2 separate regions of the Sus scrofa genome follow, and region 2 is linked to region 1. Evidence: chromatin contacts called from public HiChIP or PLAC-seq data. All regions are on one chromosome and are shown on one strand. The core of a region is the stretch at or near the end of the contact, and the rest is flanking DNA. Distances in the headings are between cores, read along the strand shown. Region 1 holds the start of KIAA1551 (KIAA1551 ortholog). Region 2 has its middle 31 kb from the start of AMN1.

What was found. HiChIP or PLAC-seq counts read pairs in DNA pulled down with a chosen protein or histone mark.
Region 2: a contact with region 1 is called in an H3K27ac HiChIP or PLAC-seq map of alveolar macrophages. The contact joins the enhancer-like site here to the promoter of KIAA1551 in region 1. A contact is called at or near these places in 2 of 5 promoter capture datasets (fetal liver and liver), 4 of 47 Hi-C or Micro-C datasets (embryonic fibroblasts, heart right ventricle, retroperitoneal adipose tissue and 1 more) and 2 of 2 datasets of contacts at active chromatin or transcription factors (alveolar macrophages and skeletal muscle).

What each region holds. Positions count from the first base shown.
Region 1 is chr5:42,297,476-42,302,485 of Sscrofa11.1, reverse strand. KIAA1551 (KIAA1551 ortholog) reads left to right here and starts at 2,994. Exons shown (of 6, transcript NM_001243821.1): 1 at 2,994-3,029; 2 at 4,365-4,453. LOC100511509 (a long non-coding RNA gene) reads right to left here and starts at 2,857. Exons shown (of 3, transcript XR_001308761.2): 1 at 2,456-2,857.
Region 2 is chr5:42,484,845-42,489,854 of Sscrofa11.1, reverse strand. No RefSeq gene overlaps it. Among named protein-coding and RNA genes, the nearest start is that of AMN1, 31 kb to the left of the region's middle. Within about 2 kb of position 2,649, at least 25 of the 83 cell types and tissues checked have an H3K27ac peak or open chromatin away from gene starts, as enhancers often do. A contact at or near this core is called in alveolar macrophages, fetal liver, liver and 3 more, where this site is marked.

The DNA.
Region 1 (5,010 bases), core at 1,745-4,244:
CCTTTAGTTATAACCTTTGTTTTCTGTTAAGGCTTAGTCATGCTGACTCTGTAACTTCACCTCATTAATCAGTAAAAAAAATGTTGCCTATAGTCTGAAATATACATAACTGCCCTTTTTCAAGGCTCTAGCTCCCAGGCTTGACCTTTAAAGCCATAACAATTTTCATTCTTACAGAGATTAAAAAGTTGCAGAAGAGAATGATGTTTGTTTGGGAGGTTTACAGGAATACCAAACCTACTTGAATAGCTGCAAAAACAAAGGTTTATCGTATCTCCTCAGGGGGTCTGGCCTGCCCAAAGAAGTCAGCCACACCTCCACCCCTTTTAGTATAAAAAAAGTCTGAATTCTAATTTGGGTAAGATAGTTCTTTAGGACACTGATCTGCCATCTTCTCTGCTGCCTTTCTGAATAAAGTCATCATTCCATCTCTGAATGGCTCATCTCTCTTAATTATTGGCCTGTCAGGCAGCAAGTGGTATGAGTTTGGACTTGGTAATGAAATGCAATTCATGTCAAGTAAGCTATAGCAAAAGCCACAGGCAAATCCAACAAACAAAGGAAAGTTATTTTACGGAGAAAAAGGAAGAATTTGGAAGGAGTTCTTTTGAAGGAAAAGTGCATTAGTGAAAAGTGAGGGTGATGACACTTTTTCACTGGCTGAGTTGCTGTGGTAGTGAAGCAGAATAAGAATTCAGGTAGTTAGTGTAGGAACATGGGCTTTGATATAGTCCCTGATTAATGTCCATGGTTTAAGGTTTGTAAAAACAAATCTAGACAAGCAGGCCTTGCTCGTTGGAAGATTAACTATTGAAAGTACATCTGTTTTACTTCAAGATGGACATTAACCTCTGACCTATACCTTTGGCTGTTAGCAAAAGAATGTAAAGAATAGCAAGTCTAAGTCTAGGGAAAAGAACAAAAGGACCATAAAACTTACCAAGCATACCCTAACCCTAAGCCCCTATTGGACAAGGCCCGATTGATACAGGTGCTGGGCAAGGCCAACAGGGAGAAGGACTGATATCCAGGACCCACATTGGTACCCCTGTCTTTTTTCTTTCTTTTTTTTTTTTCCAGTTTCAAATCTTTATTTATGCTGCCTTTAGGGATATTCTTGGGAATCAGGAAGAAATTACTTTTTATTCATTTTTAAGTACCCAACTTTTAAGAGATAAAACGTCCTTAGAAAATTGGAGGATGGTAAATATAGAACTACCATAATGACCCAGCAATCCCACTCTGGGCAAAGCTTTCCTTGAAAAAGACATGTGCACGTGTATGTTCATTGCAGCCCTATTCACAATAGCCAAGACATGGAAACAACCTATATGTTCACTGACAGATGAACGGATTAAGATGATGTGAGATACATACATATATAATAGAATACTACTCAGCTGTAAAAAAGAACAAAATAATGCCATTTGCAACAGTGTGGATGGAACTAGAGACTCTCATACTTAGTAAAGTCAGAAAGAGAAAGACAAAAACCATTTGATATCACTTACATCTGGAATCTAGTATACAGCACAAAGGAACCTTTCCACAGAAAAGAAACTCATGACTTGGAGAACAGACTTATGGTTGCCAAGTGGGAGGGAGTGGGATGGACTGGGAATCTGGTGTTAATAGATGCAAACTATTGCATTTGGAATGGATAAACAAGGAGATCCTGCTGTATAGCCCTGGAAACTACATCTAGTCAGTTGTGATAGAGCATGATGGAGGATAACGTGAGAAAAAGAATGTATATACACACACACACACACACATATATATATATGTCTGACTGGGTGACTTTCTGTACAGTAGAAAATTGACAGAACACTTGTAAACCAACTATAATGGAAAAAAAATCATTAAAATAAATAAGTAAATTTATCAACAACAACAACAACAAAAGAAAATCAGAGGATGGTAACTCTTCCTCCCCTTCCCAGTGTCTGTGCTGGGAGCTGTCTGCCTTCCTGTAATGAAGACTTTTGTTTGCCTGTGTGTTCTCCAAGTTCATTCTTTGACTTCATGAATGAGAACCTGGATTCTAGTATCAGTAGTCTATTCTTCTTCTTTTTTTTTTTTTTTTTTGGTATTTTTGCCTTTTCTAGGGCCGCACCTGTGGCATATGGAGGTTCCAAGACTCCGGGTCTAATTGGAGCTGTAGCTGCCAGCCTACGCCAGAGCCACTGCAACTCGGGATCAGAGCCGTGTCTGCAGCCTACACCACAGCTCACAGCAACGCGCGATCCTTAACCCACTGAGCAAGGCCAGGGATTGAACCCAACCTTATGGTTCCTAGAGGATTCCTTAACCACTGAGCCACGACGGGAACTCCAGTGCTCTATTTCTTGAATGAGATCCAAGGGTACATCTTTTCCTGTTTGGACTTATAATTGACAATTTTTCCTATAATTTCCTATAATTTTTTCTATAATTAACATGGAGAGATACTTACTGCATGAGAGCTCCCTCTTCTGGCCTCCCAACTTCATTTTGGTGAGGTTTCCCTTCATTTTCACAACTTTCTCCTATCAAAATCCTCCTAGAAAAAGAGCCTATTACCTTTTTTTCAGAAGGGTCCTTTGCATTAATGGATGATCTCCCTTGTTAGAAACATACATTTTCAGCGCGGAGTTAGAATTACTGAATTGGCAGTTTTGCTGGTGATGCTCTTCAGTACCCTTTTAACAAGTCCTTCGCGAGATTCTAATGCAAGCTAAAGGCGGAGGGCCACTGCTGGAGAAGTTTTCTTCGTCAGATAACGTGAACATGTTTTGCAAGCTCGGGAGATGACTGGTGAGCCGGGATGGCCCGGACTCTACTTCATCTGAGTGGCACTAGGACCACAGCGCTGCGCGGGGGACCGGGTCTCTCAGCTGCCTTTGCGCACAGGGCGGAGTCCAGCTGTTCCGGGAGCCCGGCCTCCAGCTCGACACGCCCCTGGAGGCGGACCCGAGTTGACTTAAACTCCAGGGCCGCTCCGCAGACGCGTCCTCCCAGCTCGCTCTGGCTGGTTTATGCGCCCATCGGTAAGTGAGAGACCTGGTTCCCGGCCGCCACTCGTTCCTATTCTCTGGTCCTCGGCCGGGCGCGGGGCTCCGGGGGCCGAAGTGCCCAGGGGCGGGGGCTGGGCGCGCGGCGGGGAGCGCTTTTGTTCTGCGGCGGGGACTGGGTAGCAGTCGGGGCTGGTGGTGGCGGGGGAGACTTGGGCCTCGGCCCGCGGCTCGCGCGCCCCTCTGGCCACCGCCCAGAGCTCGGCTGGCCCGCCGGCCGCGGCCCGCTGCCCTCCCGCGGCGCGGGCGGCCTCGGAGCAGTAGAGGACGCCGAGCGCGACCGGGAGGGCGGCGCCTCGCCGGGTGTTTTCTGTGGATCACCTTACTCCTCATGGTAGAGGTAGCGGGTGGCGACCGCGAGGACGCATTTTCTTAAACTCCAAGATGATTGGTCAGGCTGGTGGATGTGAGAGTAGCTGATGTTTTTAATTGTTTCCTGTCTCCGGCTTGGAAAGAAATTTTTTGTTTTGTATGTGTTTCTCGAATGATCCTTTACTCCCCGCCCCCCATTATCCTGAACCTCCTAAAACTGAATTGCTCAGGTTACGTCTCCAAGTGGCCCGCGAACGCGATTATGCCGGGGATGCTTTCTGCTCCTGAGGAAGTTAGTTCCTCGAGGCATTTTTAAATGCATAAATGCGCACGGATTTTAAATGTTCTCCAGGGACTGGAATTGCCGAAGCAGATGTCCTTAGGGACCCGAGTTCAGCAGCAGGCTTTCAGGGAATCGTTTCAGTGAAAACAATTTATTTGTAATACTCTAAGTGCCTACTTTCGAAATAAAGAAACTTGCAGGTGATGTGAATGAGCCTGCGTGCATTTTAATAGGCGGGTCGCAGGGCTTGTTTGCGGATTTTCCCTGATTCACCTGTTCATTGTAAATCAATTGAAGTTTTATTGGATGTGAACATTTATGAATTAGTTACTTTTTGTTTTTGGGTTTTTTTCCCAGTGCGGCCGGATTCTCATTTACTAATCCAATGAAGAAAAGTGTTTTAGAATAAATAATAGGATAATAATGGGCCAGGAGGAGCGCACATAAATTCTCACTTAAAAAGTGAAGGTATTTTAGGGCAGACCTGGTTTCTTTGTTACTTTACCCTTTTAGAAAAAAAATCAGTAAACTTAGTGTGCTTTTGGTACAGCTTTAAGGAACACAGTTTTGCACAGTACTGTCCCATCGCTAATAAAAATACACGGTAAAACTTTTAGCGTGTATTTTTTATTGTAAGTTTAAGTGAGTTTTATATAAATAAAGTGTAAGTTTTATATTAAACTACAGTTATATAAAATGTTTCTTGCTGTCCCTAGGACCAAAGAAGTAAACACTGTATGCAGGTACTGACATGTTTGGAAGGAAATGGGAATATACAAAATAATGAAGGAGTAACTATTTAAAGGTAAGTGTGCCATCTCTGAGAAGTTTATTCTAATGTATCTGTTATGAAACAAAATTATTAATTAAATTGGATCAGCATTGGTTAAATGTTCAATTACAGGATACAGTGAGTTTCACAAAGCTTGAGAAGTAATGTTGGCGTAGCAGGGGGGAATTGTTGATCTTTACAAGATAAGGAATGGGAGATGATGATGAGGTGGTTGGTCTAAGTTACTGAGGAAGAGGTTTGCTTAAGATTGTTTTCTATGTGGTCTGCTGCTTATTTTATTTTTTAAATTGTTTGTGGCACATTGGGTTGAGGGAAGGCAGCACAGAGCACATCTCTGGGAGAAGAGAACCATTACATAAAATACCAGTTTCCGTTGTGGGGCAGCGGAAACAATCTGACTAGGAATTAGGAGGTTGTGGATTCAATCCCTGGCCTCACTCAGTGGATTGAAGATCCAGCATTGCCTTGAGCTGTGGTGTAGGTCTCAGATGCAGGGGCTCAGATCCTGTGTTGCTCTGGTTGGTGTAGGTTGGCAGCTGCAGCTCCAATTAGACCCCTAGCCTGGGAAC
Region 2 (5,010 bases), core at 1,400-3,899, 190 kb before region 1:
AGAATCTCATTTTCCTTGCCAGGGAATGGTCGATAATTACAAATTGTTACTGGGCATTGAGACGAGGAAAGTTGGTCCGGTTTGTACCTAGCAACTGGAAACAAGTTAGGGAAATAGGGGGCTGCCTCGGAAGGCCAACCAATTGTGAACTGATATGTCAGGCCTATTGGCCCAACCCTAAGGAGTGTCAATGCTATGGTTTCTAGTTCTATAAGAATCAAAATAACCTTTATAAATATAGCTTACCTTTGCTAATGGAAAGTAGTTAAGACCTAACAAAGAGATTCTATAGTAAGGTAGTTGATAAGTTTGCACTTTTCTGCTCCATGATAACTAGGTCATAGTCATGAATACATCTGATTTTAAATAGTCAAGAGGGAAGTACAAGAAACAGGAACATTGTGTATGTCCCCCTAATACGTAAAATCATGGGGAAATATTCGACGGATTGGAAAGTTAAAAAATGTCAAAGGATGTATGATGCATGATATAAGGAAACAAAAATTGTATATAAGCTAAGCCTGTGTCCTGCATAAATGCCAGGCCTGTGTCTACTCCTTCGCCAACGCTGCCCATCCTTCGGGAAACCCTGGTGCAGCTGGAGCAGGACTCCGGCACTTAATCCACTGAGTGAGGCCACAGATGGAACCTGTATCCTCATGGATACTAGTCAGATTCATTTCTACTGAGCTAAGACGAGAACTTCCAAGAATTGACAATTTTTAGATATCCATTCTCATATTTGTTTATAATTTTTTCACTTGTTTTTTATGAAATTATCACATTTGCTTTTTATCTAAAATGGAGGGTCTGTTCAGTTTTTGCATTCTGAACTTTATATTATTATATTATTTTTATATAATTATATTATTATTTTCATCATTATGCTTTTACTTTGGTAAAGCACTTGCAAAGCCTTTGATAACATTTTTTTAAACACTGAAGATATAAGGCCACATAAATAGTAACCTCATTGTTGCAGAAACCGTGCAAGTGGAAAAAGACAAGCGATGCTTGGAGATGCGGAATAGCCAGGTTTATTCAGCACAGTGTGGGCTCAGAGGAATCTCCTCCAGAGTCTGAGCCCCAGGTCTTTGTTCTGGGTAACTTTTCTGTTTTTTTTTTTTTTTTTTTTGTCTTTTTAGGGGCAGACTCGCACATGGCGGTTCCCAGGCTAGGGGTCTAATCGGAGCTGTAGCTGCCAGCCTATGCCAGAGCAACAGCAACGCCAGATCTGAGCTGCATCTGACACCTACACCACAGCTCACGGCAATGCTGGATTCTTAACCCACTGAGCAAGGCCAAGGATCGAACCCGAAACCTCATGGTTCCTAGTCAGATTCGTTTCCTTTGCGCCACCATGGGAACTCCAGTTCTGGGTAACTTTTATACAATACAGACTTCTGGGTCTTAAGGTTTTCCTGGCCAAGCAGCCCCGGCCCTCCCCCTTCCCTGAGCAGAGTTCCTGCCTAAGAAGCTGATAAGCAATGCCTGGAGCACAATAGCAGGGCTGTTAGCAAGGACATAAGGCTTGTAGTTGCTACATGATTACAGGAAGGGTGGTATGTGGCAAGCAAGTCTGCTCACGTAGCTGCCCTTTCAGCTGGGGGTTGTTTCTCTAGTTCTTACTTCATCATAAAAAATTAAAGTGTTGTGAAAATATTTTAAACTAAAATGAGTTGCACCTGGGTAACTGAATGTTAGTGGAAACAAGCTGCCAAACACTGTTTTTAAAGTGTGTCTTATATCTTCAAAAATGAAATTATCACAAAGGATGTAGAGGCACTTAAGGTTTGAAGACAGCAGGAGTTCCCTTTGTGGCTCAGTGGTTAACGAACCCAACTAGGATGCCTGAGGATGTGGGTTTGATCCCAGGCCTCACTCAGTGGGTTAGGGATCCGGCGTTGCCATGAGCTGTGGTGTAGGTTGCAGACTTGGCTTGGATCCTGAGCTGCTGTTGCTGTGGTGAGGGCTCTGATTGGACCCCTTGCCTGGGAACTCTATATGCCACAGGTGTGGCTCTAAAAATCAAAATAAATAAATAAATAAATAAATAAAAAGATTTGAAGACAGTAGTATAAAGTTCACATTTTTCCTTTTTGAGGAAGTACCAATCAAAAGTAACAAGTAGAATGAGAAGAAGAAATTATGAGGCAAATCCCTAAATTACAAATAAGTAGAAGGCTGAGGATGAGGATATTAAGAGTACAGATTTTAGAAAGATGTTGTTAGATTTAGGGTTTGGGATTGGGTCAAGGTTAGACCCAATATACTGCTTTAAGGTTAAGGACTTGACTTAAATCTCTTGTTTGAGGCTAAATCTTTTATTTCAAAGGCAGGAATGAGATTCTCAGGTGTGTTGAAGGAGCTTCTCTAGACTCCCTAGGGTTCTAAGAAACAGAGAAAATGTAGCAACATATGTATCATGTGGACAAGTTGTATTTGCAGAAAACAGTCTGAACCTGTGAAAGTGAGGGAGAAACCTTGCATTGTAAACAATGCTGTAATGGCCTATCTCTATTGGCTGGGGAGATGTTGGGGTCAAATAAACTCATACAGAAAGTTCTGGATCTGAAGCCAAATTCCTGATGGCTTGGAAAACAGTAGAGAGCTGGAGTAGCAGGAAGCTGCCTGGATGGGCAGGAAGCCAGAAACTGCACTGTGGGCTTAAGGAAGTCTTCCTATTGTTGTGAGCACCAAGCCTTGGAATGGCATCTGTATGGACAAACTGAACCTGGAGCTAAGCCACAACCCCAAAAGGACCAAAGTGGGCTTGGTTACTGATAAAAAGAGAAACAAACCTTGTTTGGAGGAGAGCTCTCCAAGTTTGGTTCAGAGCACTCCCGCAGAGTCTGATCAGCAATGAACTCACAAACTGGATTACCAAACACACAAGAAGTCAATAACCTTGAGTAACAATTAGCAGAAACAAGAAACAAAGATTTAAATTTCCCAAGGATTTCAAATATTGGAGTTATAATTACACACATGTAACATAAAACACAGATGTGAGAAGTGGTTGGGGGTTTTTTTTTGGTTGCCCCCATGGCATGTGGAAGTTCCTGGGCCAGGAATCTAACCTAGGCCACAGCAGGGACCCAAGCTGCTACAGTGACAACACTGGATCCTTAATCCACTGTGCCACAGCAGGAACTCCTGTGAGAAGTGTTTTAAATAAAGCATACAGTTTAAAAAGTGAATATTCGGAGTTCCTGTCATGGCTCAGCAGTAAGTAATGAACCGACTAGTATCTCTGAGGACTTGGGTTCGATCCCTGGCCTCACTCAGTGGGTTAAGGATCCGGTGTTGCTGTGAGCTGTGGTGTATTTCGCAGATGCCTAGGATCCCAAGTTGCTGTGGCTGTGGCTTAGGCTGGCACACATGGCTTCAATTTGACCCCTAGCCTGGGAACTTCCATATGTCTTGGGTGCAGCCCTAAAAATAAATAAATAATAAAAAGTTGAACATTCAACTAGAAACACTCAGGAATGAACAGATATAGTTTGCAAAAAATCCAAAAGAAATCAGAAATAGAAAAACATTATTGTTGGCAGCAAAAAACCTCAGTGGAGAGATTAACTAGATTGGATAACTCAAGTGTGAATTTGTGAACCAAAAGATATACCTGAAATACTGACCCAGAATGCAGTAAAGAGAAACAACCAAAAACTATGAAAAAAAAAAACAAAAAACCCAAAAGATTAAAGGACATTGAAGATAGACAAGATCTAACAATTTGATGGCATTCCAAATAGAACAATGAGAAAGGAAGAGAGGGATATATTGAGCAAATGGCCATGAATTTGAGAGAACAGCTGAACAACATAAATCCAGATCTTAAAAGCAAAGAAGAAAAAAATCAATGAAATAGAAAAAAAAAAAATTCAAGAAAAAAACTGCAGAAATAAAAGGAGATGAGTCTGAAAATGTAAAGGACATATATTATTTTACAAAATGATCCCAAGTGGTCAATGCCAATATATGACCTTATAGAATAATTGTGTTGTGCTGCGTAAGAACAGAGACCACTCCAACTGAGAAGAAACAAATTAGGAGTCTTTAATACTGGCCAGGGCCACACACTGCTTAAAAGCGGCTTGAGTGTGAAGCCCCAAACAAAGAAACGAACTGCGTTTATTTATTTATTTATTTTTTTAGTCTTTTTGCCTTTTCTAGGGCCACTCCCGCTGCATATGGAGATTCCCAGGCTATGGGTCTAATTGGAGCTGTAGCCACTGGCTTACGCCAGAGCCACAGCAACGCAGGATCTGAGCCGCGTCTGCGACCTTCACCACAGCTCATGGCAATGCCGGATCCTTAACCCTCTGAAGAGAGCCAGGGATCAAACCTGCAACCTCATGGTTCCTAGTCAGATTCGTTAACCACTGGGCCATGACGGGAACTCCACGAACCACCGTTTATAAAGGCAAACTTACATCCATGTTGGGAGGGGGTGCACATGCATAAGTAGGGGTACAAAAGCAAAGTGGCGGTTAAATTACTTTAAACCTTAACTAATAATAGTGTATAGGTTAGTAATAATGATTTATGGTAAGGGCTGTTTTTCCTGACTTAAAGCAGGCAGCTTATGCCAGCGCCAAAGAGGTAATTAGATGGGCAACCTTGTAGCATCTTCAGTCCTTCTTATCAGCTAACTTTGTTCTTCTAAGGAAGGGGGCTGTGGAGGAGACCTAGGTGCCGGGTTGATTGCTTTACACCGGCACTGTGGAATGTTAACAAGGCCCAGGCTTATGTCCTTCAACTGGATTTCAAATATAAAGCATTCTTTGAAAGTTAAAGAAAACAAATTACTTCTAATGAGGAAAACAGGCTTTGTACTTCATCACAACATTCATTCCTGGAAGACATGGCAAGTAAAGCAATACAGATAAAATCCTCAAGGAAGGAGTTCCCATCGTGGCTCAGTGGAAACAAATCTGACTAGCATCCATGAGAATGCAGGTTGCATCCTTAACCCAGTGGGTTAAGGATCTGGCATTGCTGTGAGCT